Regions from separate parts of the Manis pentadactyla genome. Here regions 2 and 3 are each linked to region 1. The links are chromatin contacts, called in public Hi-C maps. All regions are on one chromosome and are shown on one strand. The core of a region is the stretch at or near the end of the contact, and the rest is flanking DNA. Distances in the headings are between cores, read along the strand shown.

What was found. Hi-C and Micro-C count contacts between places; a contact is called where the count stands out from the background.
Region 2: a contact with region 1 is called in a Hi-C map of skin fibroblasts, with 9 times the contacts expected there. The contact joins the promoter of SPATA20 here to the promoter of ANKRD40 in region 1. A contact is called at or near these places in 3 of 3 Hi-C or Micro-C datasets (blood, fibroblasts and skin fibroblasts).
Region 3: a contact with region 1 is called in a Hi-C map of fibroblasts, with 5 times the contacts expected there. The contact joins the promoter of RSAD1 here to the promoter of ANKRD40 in region 1. A contact is called at or near these places in 2 of 3 Hi-C or Micro-C datasets (fibroblasts and skin fibroblasts).

Annotation. Positions count from the first base shown.
Region 1 is chr4:165,033,029-165,037,535 of mManPen7.hap1, reverse strand. It overlaps ANKRD40 (ankyrin repeat domain 40), which reads right to left and starts at 1,451. Exons shown (of 5, transcript XM_036879548.2): 1 at 1,072-1,451. The coding sequence starts at 1,205.
Region 2 is chr4:165,173,745-165,178,126 of mManPen7.hap1, reverse strand. SPATA20 (spermatogenesis associated 20) reads left to right here and starts at 1,457. Exons shown (of 16, transcript XM_036879847.2): 1 at 1,457-1,755; 2 at 2,712-2,891; 3 at 2,995-3,059; 4 at 3,246-3,400; 5 at 3,486-3,629; 6 at 3,728-3,929; 7 at 4,160-4,290. The coding sequence starts at 2,767.
Region 3 is chr4:165,229,431-165,234,448 of mManPen7.hap1, reverse strand. RSAD1 (radical S-adenosyl methionine domain containing 1) reads left to right here and starts at 3,603. Exons shown (of 10, transcript XM_036879607.2): 1 at 3,603-4,104; 2 at 4,466-4,599; 3 at 4,726-4,930. The coding sequence starts at 3,970. It overlaps ACSF2 (acyl-CoA synthetase family member 2), which reads left to right. Exons shown (of 15, transcript XM_057501353.1): 11 at 523-674; 12 at 1,474-1,615; 13 at 1,713-1,823; 14 at 1,950-2,018; 15 at 2,276-2,434. The coding sequence ends at 2,326.

The DNA of each region.
Region 1 (4,507 bases), core at 202-2,701:
AATCTTAAACAAAACAAAATAAAACAGAGGCAGTATCTACTGTTTTCTGGCTTTCTGGGCAGCTACCCAGGCTGTTTTCTTTAGGGTAAGGAGGTAGAGAGATTTGTGAGTAAGACAGGAAACCATGGTTGTGGTCCTAGCTGTCATATGAATAGTTATGTGACCTAGGGCAAGTTACTCTGTAGTGTTGAATCTATCTCCCACGTCCCTTTCAGTTCCAAATTGTGTTTCCACTTAAAAAAAAAACACTTGCAAACTCACTTTAACTCTAAGCTAACAAAATAGGCTGGTTAAGCATTACCTGGATCAAATAAAAAATTTAAATGTAAATGTGATGAGAGCAGAGAAATATCACATATAGTAACTTAACACTAAAAAATTTGAACACCAGCACATCTTAAAATGCGACTCCTTATTTAATTGGAAAGGAGTCAATTGCACGTAGGCATCTAAAGCCTTGGATCAAATTCTGTATTTGAAATTGTAATAAGTAAAAACAAAACATTCTATAGGACAAACGAATCAGTCTTCCCTCAACAGGCAGTTGTTGGCAGCCGCAAGTCACTGCTGCAGTGAGACGACAGACAAGCAGAATAGTGATGCAAGTGATTTTTTTTCTGGTCTTGGGAAAATAAATCGTGCTAGTTTATAGGATTCATATTTACGCAGTTGCTTATACTTTATGCTTCGCACAGATGTGTTCTCCAGAGGCAAAGTAATTCAATACTCGAACTGGGGTTGAGCTCCTTATTAACGTGAGAATTCAACCGTCGCCAACACTGTTCTGGCTAAGTTAGCCAGGGGGCTGCAGGGGGGCCGCGCCAGGGTTCGGGTGGGCGCTGCCCGGGGAGGCCCACGTGGGCGGGAATTTGGGCAAGCCGCGCTCCTGACCACACGAAGCATACATAGGGGCCAGGGCTGGCCTCAAGAGCGCACAACCTCCGAGGCCTTTTTGGGAGCCAGGCCACGCCTCAGCGGGCATCCGGGGACAGCGCTAGGCCAGTCGCCCGCTCCACGCTCGGGCCTCGAGTCGGCTGCTCTGACCCTAGGCCTCCCCCGCTCCCCACTTACCAGCCGTTGACCTCATTTTGGGAGTTCACATCCACCCCGCTCTCCACCAGTTTCTGCACCTCCCGAATGTCCCCCAAGGCCGCGGCCTCCCGCAGCCTCTCCTGCTGCTCCTTCTGCTCTAGGAGAGCGCTCATCTTCCCCTCGGCCCCAACACCCCGCCCGTCCCACCCCGGGCCAGTCAGCGCCGCCACCACCGCTGCCCGCCCCCAGCCATGGGGAGATTGCAGAGAGCTCGCCCGGCCCGCTCGCGCCGCCTCCCGCGCCCGGCCCGGGACTTCTACTTCCCCGCGCGGGCCGCCCGCCCCTCCACTGCTGCTCCCGGCCTGCAGGCCTAAGCCTCCTCCCGGGCCGCGCCTCCCGAAGGCCGGCTCCGGGGGACTCAATTCAGAGTGACAACCCTGACCCAGATATTTTCCGTTCCTACCCTCGGTCTCTGGCGCCCGGGCGGGCTGTTTATGTAACTGCTGCACGATATTATCTGCGGTGATTCATGGACTATTTTTAGACCTCCCCACCCCGCAGCTTCAAGAGATGAGGACAGACACATGGAAAGAGAAAAAAAGTATATTCAAGAGCCAGAAAAGGCTTATCCTCTGGCGCAGGCTGTTTACCAGGCATCAAAAATAATTGTTGTTTTTTTCCTCTCTAGTGTGTCTTTTTCCTTATCTGAGCCAGCTCTTGCCCAGCAGGATGGGGAAATGGGCTGAAAACGATCCTACTATTATATGCTCATTATTGCAGAGATAGATTGCACTGTTCTTTCTTCTTTTGACAGTGCTTGGGACCATTCAATTCGAATATTTATTTCATTTCCTGTTGTTTTACATCTCATTTTAGATAGGGATTTCTTCTAACTTGGCTTTCAGGAAAAATATATTGTGCCTAGAGTCTATAAACTGTAATTTATTACTGCTTATAAATCATGATTAATTACTCTTCACAAAGGCCATGTAAAGAAAAAAGAAACACAGAAGAAGCTGTGGAATTATCCGGATCCTGATGCCAGCAGCTCTGGGGAGAGCTATGGTGTATATATAAACAGCATTCTGTCTAACTCCTTGCCTAATCAACCTAATGCTCAGAGTCTGGGGTGGCAGTATTACGGTTTTGCTGAGCCCCGGGGGCCTAGAGAGATTTTCCAGTATGACACAGAATGGAACCTTGCAGATGGGGTTAGGAGAATTAAGGAAATAAGCCTGAGGTGGAAAGGAGGAAGTCTTGAATAAAGAGAAGAGATGAAATGGGAAGGGACAAATTTAGGCATGGAGTTTTTATTTCCCTCTCTTGGGACTGCCACAGGGTCTGCACAGCAAGCATTTTCCTTGCTACTGTTTAAGGACACCCCATGTCTGTTTGTTTATTATGATACAGTAATTCACACAGAACTCAGTGCACACCAGGTGGTGCTGAATATAAACTGGCTGTGCACTTGAATTGACCCTCATGGCAAAATGGAACTCTGCTTGGCCTTACATTTTTATTTGTCCCCCATTTAAATTTAATTCTCATATCCAGCATGATATTCTATCTGAAACTGATGTGCATAGCAGTGGAATTGGGCCCTTTAACAAGCAGTTAAAAAAATTTAGTAGTGACTGCATGCTAGTCTGTGAGATCTCTTTTTAAGTTTGTCAAATTTCCTTTCTTTAAAAGGATTATAGCATGTGCCCTATAGTAACTGCTGAATCAGTGAATATTAGTATCTTCTTAAACCCATCTTCTACTTATCTTTGACTCCAATCTTCTGCTTATTCTCTTCACCTAAAAAATAAAACTTTGTCCACAAACCAAACCTTTAACCTTGACCATAACTGGAGGCAATCTGATGGCTAGTGTTTTATTTCATTTACCTATACTTTTCTTGTCTCTAGGGAATTATCTAACCCACTGTGTGTATTCAGCATGCACTGTTTGTCAGGCACTCCCCCAGTCACTGAAGATGCTGCTGCAAACCAACCAGTCCCTGATTTCAAAGAACACAGTCTAGCATGGGAGTTAAGGCCAACTATAGAAAGTGATAAGTATTACCATAGAAGCAGTATGGCACAGGCATAGTGCTTGTGAGTAAGGAGATGAAAACCAGACAGCTTTGCCACTCACATGATCTTGGATGAGTCACTTAAACTTTCTGTGCTTCTAACTCTGTCATGTGCAAAAAAGGGATAACAATAGCACTTGATTTGCAGGATTGTTCTATGGATTGAATGAATGACTAGGTGTTAAATCTGGTCATTGGAAATGCTCCATGGGTTGTAAGTATGTTATAACAAGGTCAAGGCAAGGAAGAGCCCCTGATAGAATGGGAGGGCAGTAATGGCCAGGAGACAACGATTTCTGGTTGGGTAGATAATGGTGCCATTTACTGAGATTTAGGCCAAAGAACGAAGAGAAGGTTTCAGGTATGGTGATAAATTCACTTTTGAATCTGTTGTGTTAAGCTTTCTGAGACTCTTTAATTACTACTACTATTAACATTGACTCATTGGCAGGCACTACGCTAAGTGTTCTACATGAATTATCTCATTTAATTCTCACAGCAACCCCGTAAGTTAGGACTATTATTATCTGAGACACAGAGACATAACTTGCCCAACACTATGCAGCTTAATGATGGAGCAAGGCTTTGAACTCAGTTTGACTCCAGAGCCTGTGCTTACTTTTCAAATTTTCAGCTAAGTGGAGATGCCCAGTAAACAGCTGTGTATATGGGTGTGAGATTAAGGAAGGAGTTCTGGGCAGGTGATTTGGATTTGGTAGTCACCAGCAAAAGGTGGTGAGAGGGTGTTGAGTGCTTAGAGAAGGCAGCCAAAGACAGAACCCCAAAGGGAACCCAATATTTTAATACTGGGCAGAAGAGTAGAAATTCAACTGAGATTGAAAGAAGAGAAACTGAAATAGTAGGTGAAAAGCAAAGGGGTCAGAGAGTTTGGAGAAAAGAGATGATCCACAGAGTCAGATGCTGCAGAAATGGCAGGAAAGAAAGAATGGCAAAGTATAGAATGTGTTTGAGCACAAGGAGATTGATGGTGACCCTGGAGATGGAAGGAAGTGGCAAAGGAGTGGTAGGGATGGCAGGCAGACTATAATGGGGTGAGGAGTGAACAGTATCTACCTCCTACGTGTTATATACTGTGCAAGAATATGGGAATACAAGGATGAAGAAGGAACGGCATATGACCCAAAGGAACTTTCACTTTAAAGGAAAAGACTAATAGTTGTAATATCCTGTGACCAACCCCAAAATGTACAAGGATGTTTAAGGCTGTAATATGGTGATACAATGAAGAGGGTGATGGGCTGTATGTGACAGGCGAGAATGAGGGTCTGGGTTGGCTTCATAGGGCTAATGATGCTTGGGCTGTGAGCAGAGAAAGACAGTAGGAGTAGCAGGGGTGAGAGAAGAACATTCTGGAGAACATGCCTGGAGCTGTGCAAC
Region 2 (4,382 bases), core at 208-2,707, 140 kb before region 1:
TTGCCTCTGGGTCATCGCCCTCTCCTGGTTTTCCCTTGACCTTCTGGCTCTTCCATCTCTGTCTTTCACAGGTGCACTCCTGAGTTTCTCAGGCTGGGGGCCTGAGCCCCCCTTCTCTCCTCATTGCAGTCTCCCTGGATGATGCCCCCTGGTTCCTTCCATGACCTCCCCATTGCATTCCAGAGCCTTGTCATCTCCACATATGTGTCTCAAGGGAATCTCAAACCTACATTCCAAGAATGATCTCATGAACACCTCCACCTGAGCCTTTCCCCAACCCCCTCCTTGAAAATGGCCTCACCACTCAGCACAAGTCCCACTTTGCAAATCACTCTTAGTACCTACCTCTCCCTCACTGCTGATTTTGACGTTTCCTCCTCTACAGACCTTGAGGCCATCTACTCTTGATTTTCACCTACACCTGGTATAGGGCCCCACCATCTCCCCCAGAGCCTGCTATGGCCTCCTGACCATGCCTGCTTCCACTCTTACTCCTTTCAAGTCCATTCTCCACTGGAAGCCAGAGGGATCTTTGTAAAATGTAGGGTCACTCCCTTTACTAAAACCCTCCAACATCTTTCTTCTGCTCTCATCAGTAACCAAAACTCCTTTCCATAGTTCACAAGTCCCTCCAAGACCTACCCTCCTCCCCAGCCTCACAACCTCATCTACTACCTCTCTTCCTTAGTTCTCTGTCCTGCAGCCACGTGGGCCCTCTGCAGTTCCCCAGCACTGACTCATTGCCACACCACAGGGCCTTTGCACATCTGTTCCTCCTGCTTCCCCAGCATTCTTCTCACACCCTGTCTGGATTCCATCCTCTTGTTCCTCAATGGCTGCTACACACAGGTGATTTCCTCAGGGAAGCCTCCACCCACTCCCCACTCCCCCACCCCACCCCCACCACCACTGCCTCTCCCACCAGACCAGGTTTCTTGTCATACCTAGTCATGCCACTAATTACAGTGGGTGGTTGTACATTAATTTGTATGGCTGTCAGATTAGCTTCTGCCTCCCTCATCAGACTGTGAGCAACACAAGGGGAGGAGTCTGGTTTCTCTCTGCCCATCATTGTACCTAGCAGAGTGTCTGGCAGCCAGTGGGCATTCAATATGTATTGGCAGAATGTAGCAAATGGGACAAGGGTGTAAAGTACATGATAGGACATAAAGTTGGCTCATCATTTTTATTCAGGGAAGGCTTCTTGGAGTGCGTGGGATTTGAGCAGAACCTTGAGATAAAGAGGATGGGCAAAAGCAAAACTCACTGGTGGGTGGGCCTGGAAAAGACATGCCTTCTGCTTGCACCTCATTTCCCATTTGTAAAATGGGCAAGGGTTGGACAAAATGAGCTGAGACTGGCATACCGAGGTCCTGGCATCCTCACAGCCCTTCACGTTCTCCTCATGGGGGTTATTCTTCCGCAGGCAGCTGGTTGAGATTCAGCTGAGCCATCCCAATTTTGTGCACAGACCTGGGTCCTGTCAACCCCGGGCTGTCGGATCTCCAATCCCGCATCCAGCCACCGGGAGGCGCTCGGAGACCAGCCTCGCCGCCGGGAGTTTCGGCTAAGACCCGCCTGCGTGCGGCTCGGTGGGTGCTCGGGCCCGCCTCTCGCAGCCTCGGGCTCTCAGTCGTGTACGCGGTGTCTCGGCCCACAGCCGCGAGCAGCCGGGCTGGGCGCGCGGGCCCGGCGGTGCCTCGGCCTCCTGCTGCCCCACCCGGGGCCGGGCCTCCTCGCGAGCCTCAGGTACGGGTGGGTGAGTGGGCCGCTGTGGCGCGCCCTGTGTCTGGGGGGCCCCGGGACCGGTCATCCCGGCGCTGGTCCCCAATGCGTGCCCGATCACCTCCTCATGCCTGTTCTCCCCGCACCCCCAGTCTGCTCCTGCGACCTGACCCAAGCAGCCATGCCCTCCTTCCCCCCACCTCCCCTCGGGGAGCCGCAGGGCTAGCTCCCCGGGGACTCTGTTCCGACACCTCCTCCAGGAAGCCTTCCTTGAACCACAATGCTGGGCCAAGGGTCCTTGTCCAACAGTACCCTGGGCTGGCATGTCACAGTTCTTATTTCTGCAAGGGTTTGCCATTATTTAGGTCTGCTCTGCAGCACCACCCGCCTACGCTGGGCCCCCTATCAGAGCCAGTTTCTGATTCTCTGGGGGTCCTCAGGTCCTGGGGTCCTGGCACAGGACAAGGTTTCTCAGGAGTGCCCAGTGAGTGGATGTTGAGTGAGGAAGTCCCCATTGTTGATTTTCCTCTTGTTGCCCCTCACCGGGGCCAGTCCCAAACCCAACTATGCTTGCCCTGTCCAGCCACCAGCAGTGTGCAGCCTTCCTGCCCAGATGGCACACCCAGTCATGCCAAGGAGACATCCCAAGCACCTCCCCGGGGGGAGGGGCCCTGTTAGGGGGACAGAATGGAGCCTGTGGGACCATTCTACCCGCTGTGACTCATGCTGACCTCACAGTCATTATCCTTGCCACCACCTGGTCTGAGGGGTTGGGGGAAGCTAACCTGGCAGGGAGCCCCAATGAGCCACATTTCTTCAGCCCCCAAAAAACACAAGGGGGGGCACAAGGGTCTCCCCCGTGGTTCAGAAAGGTAGGTGGGGCTGGGAGCCGGATTCTGGGAGGGGTGCTTGGAGTGGGGTGGGGTGGGGCAGGCCCCTGTGGTAGGTGGGTGGGGACCCCTTGCCTGACCCATCTGCCCATGCAGGCGTAGCTCCTCCCGGGACAAGGACCGAAGTGTGACAGTCAGTAGTTCAGTGCCCATGCCTGCTGGAGGGAAGGGAAGCCGACCCAAATGCACTCAGTCCACCCCTCAGAAGGTCCCCAATCGCCTGATCAATGAGAAGTCACCATACCTCCTGCAACATGCCTACAATCCTGTGGACTGGTGAGTACCTCTCCCCAACTGACACTCTCCTCCAGGCTGCTGGGTCTCAGCCCCTTCTCCCTCCCCTTAGGCTTATAAGTGATGCCCTACCCTGCTGACCTAGGTACCCCTGGGGACAGGAAGCCTTTGACAAAGCCAGGAATGAAAACAAGCCAATTTTCCTTTCAGGTAAGACACCTGCCTTCCCTGGGATAGAGGGCGGAGGAGTGATAGGGGATAGGGGAAGGGTCCTCTGGATCCGGGACCCCCAGGAAACTAGAGGTCAGGGTCTCTTCAGTCCAGTTTGGGCCCCTTGACTGGCCTCCCTTGTGGTCAGTCACTCTGCCCACTGGGCCCCCCATGGCCCCATTCTAGTGGGATACTCCACCTGCCACTGGTGCCATATGATGGAGGAGGAGTCCTTCCAGAACGAGGAGATTGGCCAACTGCTCAATGAGGATTTTGTCTGTGTGAAGGTGGACCGGGAGGAGCGACCTGATGTGGACAAGGTGTACATGACCTTTGTGCAGGTGAGTGGTCTTCCCATGGAGGGGTGGGGCGGGGGTTGCCCTTGCACTAGGGCCACTCCCCTCACCCTTGCCCCTTCTCTGCTAGGCCACCAGCAGTGGTGGGGGCTGGCCCATGAATGTGTGGTTGACTCCCAACCTCCAGCCCTTTGTGGGGGGCACCTATTTCCCCCTGGAGGATGGCCTGACCCGAGTTGGCTTTCGCACGGTGTTGCTGAGAATACGGGACAAGGTGGGTGTGCATCAGGGAGTGGGGAGACCAGGGTCAAGGGCGAGGAGACAAGGGGCCCCACCAGTGCTGACTTCCAGGTCTGCCCCTGCCTCCTATAGTGGAAACAGAACAAGGGCGCCCTGCTCGAAAATAGTCAGCGTGTCACCACAGCCCTGCTGGCTCGGTCGGAGATTAGCATGGGTGACCGCCAGGTGCCACCCTCTGCTGCCACCATGAACAGTCGCTGCTTCCAGCAGCTGGACGAAGGCTATGATGAGGAGTACGGCGGCTTTGCTGAGGCCCCCAAGTTCCCCACACCGGGTCAGTGCCCCCCATGCCTTTCCTCCCCCAAGCCTGGCCTTCAAATATCTGTCTTGAACAATGATCTTCTGACCCCTGGCTGGTCATTAACCTCCTGCTCTCCTGACTGGCCCATGACCTCCTGACCTATTGAGGGAACTCCTAACCCCAGCCTGGCCAAGGGCCTCCTAATCAGGGATCTCTGCCCCCTGCCCCCTTATCCTCTTACCTGCTGCTCCTGGTGCCCGCAGTGATCCTGAACTTCCTGTTCTCCTACTGGCTCGATCATCGACTAACCCAGGATGGTTCCCGGGCCCAGCAGATGGCCTTGCACACCCTGAAAATGATGGCCAATGGGGGTATCCGAGACCACGTGGGGCAGGTGATGGGGGCTAGGCATTTCCTGGAGGGGGCAGCAGGAGGCAGCAGGGTTGGAGGCAGAGGCTGGGATTAGCCTCCAGCCTGTCTCTCACC
Region 3 (5,018 bases), core at 2,354-4,853, 190 kb before region 1:
GAGTTGCACAGGGCAAGTGTAGTTCTCCCCATTTCACAGATGCAAACACTGAGGCACACAGGTGAACCTCCCTTGTGTACTGGCTGTGGCTCATTTCTCTACTAGGCTTTCAGGCTGCCCCTCCACTGCCTCTCCCATTCACATGGCCCTGCCACATCACTCTCTTTGGCTTGTTTATTTGCTTATCGGGAAATAAGAGGAGACTTCTTTTCTCCTACACAGTTTATAATTCCTCATCTGGCCTGGCCCTCCAAAGGCCTTCTTCTCTGTGGGAGCTCCTGCCCACTTCATTTCCTCAGTCCCTCCAGGCCTGAACCTCAACCATTCTTTCATGCCCAAGTCAGGTATCTGACTGGTGATGGGCCTACTCCAGCCTTTGTCTCCCTTCCCTGGATGGGGATGGGCAGAGCCAGGGAGCCTCATTATTATGGGGATGAAAGGCAAAGCTCCCCCCATTCCTGAGAGCCCACTATCCTGAAGTGAGAGGATGGGAGGCCTCAGCCTGAAGCTGCCTGGTCTCAGGCCCAGATCGTGAACATGGAGACACAGACAGTGGCAGAGCTGAACACACCCGGAGAGCTGTGGATCCGAGGGTACTGCGTCATGCTGGGCTACTGGGGGGAGCCCCAGAAGACTGAGGAAGCAGTGGGAACAGACAAATGGTATCGGACAGGGTAAGAGGGCAGGGTGAGGTGCAGAGTTTGGGTGCTGAGGGGAGGCTGGGAGTCTGGGGGCTGAGCTGGGAACATTAAACTAAAACAAGGAAAATGTGTGTCAGGGTGGCCCCTTCACATCTTGGAGACTTAATTTCCAAAATGTGTAAAATGGGGATGTTCATACTTTCCACATAGGCCTCGTGGAAGGATCAGACACAGTACAGGTTCAGAGTACCTAGGACCCTGCACTACACTGTTGTGCAAAATCTGAGCCAAGATTCACTCATTTGTTAGTTGAATAACTATTATGCATCTCCCATGTGCCAGCACTATTCTAGACTCTGGTGGTCCAGGGCAAGGCAACATGAGAAGGGTCTGACTTCCATTTGTCTGGTGGAGGGAGACAGATACAAACAAGATCATACATTGATAAATACCATGAAGAATGCAAAACAGGGTCATAGGAGAGAAAGTGGCTCTGGTGGGGAGGGGAGCTTCTTTTAGACTACCTGGTCAGAGAAGGCCTCTTTAAGGTGGAAACGTTTGAGCTGAGACCTGAATGAAAAACAAGAAGCCAGTGGTGAAAAGCAAATATACAGATGTTTAAAGAGAGAGAATATGTTATATATTTTGGTTTATTTCTTTTTGTCTGTATCTTCTACTAGACTATAAATTCCAGGGAATGTCTTGTTCATGCTGTATCCCCCAGTTTACAGCAGTGTAAGACACATAGTCAGTGCCCAAGAAATGTTTGGTGAGTGAGTGAGCCAGCCAGATGAGGCAGAAGTGAGAGGCCATTCCTGGGCTTTCCTTGCAGAGACATTGCCAAGATGAATGAGCAGGGCTTCTGCAAGATTGTGGGCCGCTCCAAGGATATGATCATCCGGGGTGGTGAGAACATCTACCCTGCAGAGCTCGAGGACTTCTTTCACACACACCCGCAGGTGCAGGAAGTGCAGGTGAGGCACCCCGACGAGTGTGCCCAGGTGAATCCCCAGGAGCAGGAAACATGGAGGGGAATGGAGGATGTCTGATATCTGTTTCTGACTCTGGAAGGTGGTGGGAGTGAAGGATGATCGGATGGGGGAGGAAATCTGTGCCTGCATTCGGCTGAAGAAAGGAGAAGAGACCACGGCAGAGGAGATCAAGGCTTTCTGCAAAGGGAAGGTGGGAACCTCAAACCCACCACAAGCTGATGTCTCCCAGTTCTTCAATCCCTTCTCCTTGCCACTGTCCCTGCCCCCAACCCCATGTCTCACCCAGCCTCATGCTCTATCTCCCCCTGGGTTGCAGATCTCCCACTTCAAGATTCCCCGATACATCGTGTTTGTCACAAACTACCCCCTCACAGTCTCAGGAAAGGTGTGTAAAGTGGATGCTAGGGAGGGGCAGGGTGGCCTGGGTGCAGAAGGCCAGGTGGGCCCAACTATGTCTCAATGGGCAAAAGAGTATGTCTAGAGGCTGGCAGTAGGGCGATCAACTAATCAACTGTTGGTTTGCCCTGAATTTTCCTGCCTTTAACCTAAGAAATTCTTAAGTTCCAGGCAAACCAAGAGGGTTGGTCACCCTAGCCAGCAGAGGCCCCAAGCCTGGCTCTGACTCCTTTCTCTTTCCCCTAGATTCAGAAAGTCAAACTCCGAGAGCAGATGGAAAAACATCTAAATCTGTGAAGAATGTGGGGGGCCCCTTCCCCACATTCCAGGCCCTCCCAGCCCTTCCCCCACATTCCCTTTGTCTGTCCGTGTGACTTGGCATAAAGAGCATCTCTGTTTTCTTTGGCTGGTCTCCCCTCTCAGCACCTTGTATGGATGGAGAAGGAAAGAGACCAAAGGGAAGCAAGTACTTTCAGACCTATTCTTTCTCAGCAAAGGTGCTAAGCACTTTGGCATGTGTTATCTATTTAATTTAATCATCATTTGATCCCTTGGAATTACCAACCCAAATTCTTTTTAGGTTATACTCATTTCTTTTTCACATTGTTGTCAAATTAGTCCAGCAGGAAGTATTCTTAAAAAAACAATAGCTTTATCAAGATCTAATTCACATACCATCCAATTCACCCATTTAAAATGTACTATTCAATGGTTTTTAGTATATTCGTAGATATGTGCAACCATCACCAAAGTCAACGTTAAACATTTTCATCACTTAAAAAGAAGCTCCATACCCATTAGCTATCATCCTGCAACCCCTTATTCCTCTATCCCCCCAACCAATCCAATTTTTATCTATTTACTTTTAATAGATGAATCTGGGGCTTCCCTGATGGGCAGATCAAGCAGGCTGTAGCCTGACCAAGAGAAAAAAGATTCCAAAAGGCACATAGGGTTTCACTTCACAGGGACAGAAACTCTCCTCCTGCTTGCAATCCTTACCTCCCAGTGTCTGCCCCATTGGCAGTAGCCTCCTCCTTACTTTTTAGAAAATGAACATGAATTTAGGGTATTCTGAGTGTACCCCACTATGAAAGGTGCTTTCATATACCTTTTATCTTGAAATCTTTCCAAAAACTCTATCAAGTCGTCATTACCTCCCATTTCACAAACGGTGAACTGAAACTCAGTTTCCGAATCTTGCCTGAGGCCACACAGCTGCAATTAGAACCCAGCTGTCTGACTCCAAAGCCCATGATATTTCCACTTCATCAGACTTCGTCGATTGCCTGTTTTCCCAGCCCTTCACCTGCACACGGCTTCTCCCACATACACGGTATCTGACCAGCCTCCCAGTGGGTGATCCAGAAGATGACAGCCTACTCTCTTGGCCAAACCCTATATCCCTGGGATTTTCTGTTCCTTCAACAACCAGCCCAAGTGCCCGCTCTTTCCCCAGACTCAGCCCTATAACAGACCAGCCTCACAGCAGGGAGAACGCTGGGTTGGTATCCATCAGGTGCTGAATTAGTATCTATGGCCTGTCATCTCTTGTTGGTTTGCGACCTGTACTGTGACCTGGTCTTAGGCATCCAAATATCTCCAGCGCCCAGCTCTGAGCCAGGCACATAAACTGTGAAGGAACTGATTGAACAAACTATAAGAGTCCCTGGATGGGTCAGGGATCTCGGCCCCGGACAGGATACCTTCTGGCCAACAAGGGAAGGACAGACTGGCGACTGCGGTGAGCTCATCGGTGCCCAGCAGGTGGCGCCGCACACCGAAGGCCGGACCTTCCCGTCGCGTGGTCGACCGCGGCGCGGGCACGCAGCCCCTCCTCCTTCCGCCGAAGCAGCCCCGCCTTCCAGCAAGGCCTGGCGCAAACGCGGGGCTCGGGTCCTGCCGCGCGCCGCAGGCCGCTCCCCGCCGCTGTGACCGCTATGGGGGTTGCCGGGGCCTGCGCGCGCGGCTGCGCTACAGCCGCTAAAATGGCCCGGAGGCGCCACCGCGCGGAGGGAGCGGCAAGTCCGCCGACTCAGGAGCCCAGTGGCCAGCGCGCGGCGCTTTACGTCCACGTGAGTGGGGAGGGGGCGGAGCTCGAGGGGCTTGGGCGCGCCGCTCCGGAACCACGTGGCCGCCTGTCACGCTGGGAACCCACCTGCCGTCCTCCCCACCCACCCCCACACAAGGTCTGGGAGTGGGCGCGGTGCTCTGACAGGGAAATGTCTTGACAGGGAGACCTGAAGCCTCGGTGACCCTGACCAAGTAATTTCCCTTCTGAACTTGGGCATAATGTTTCCAGTGCGAATAGTTTGTGGCTTAGATGGTGTAGCGACTGTTGACGGACCTCGGAATGGGGGGTGTGGGACTGAAGCTGGCAGTGGCAGGGCCGCCCGGGGTCACCCGTCGGCCCGCTCATACACCCCCTGTCCCCAGTGGCCGTACTGCGAGAAACGCTGCAGTTACTGCAACTTCAACAAGTACATCCCCCGCGGCGTGGAGGAGGCTGCCCTGCGGAGCTGTCTGGTGACTGAGGCCCAGACTCTGCTGCGGCTCAGCGGGGTGCGGCGGTGGGTTCTGGAGGCTGTGAATTGGTGTTATTTATGGGGTCTTGGGAATTATTTGGGAGAGTGTATGGGACAGGTGCAGGCATCCGGGAGATTCTCCCCGGTCTCATCTCTGTCCCTTTTCCCCAGGGTGGAATCTGTGTTCTTTGGTGGGGGCACCCCCAGTCTGGCCAGTCCCCACACTGTGGCTGCTGTCCTGGAGGCAGTGGCCCAGGCAGCCCATCTGCCTGCAGACTCGGAAGTCACATTGGAGGCCAACCCCACTTCGGCCTCAGGCCCCAGGCTGGCAGCTTTTGGGGCAGCAGGGATCAACAGGTTATCCGTTGGCATCCAGGTAACCCATTTCACCCATCCTATCCCAGGGCACCCAGACCTTCAGTGCTGTCTCTTCTCTAGTCACATTCATTCATCAGACAAACATT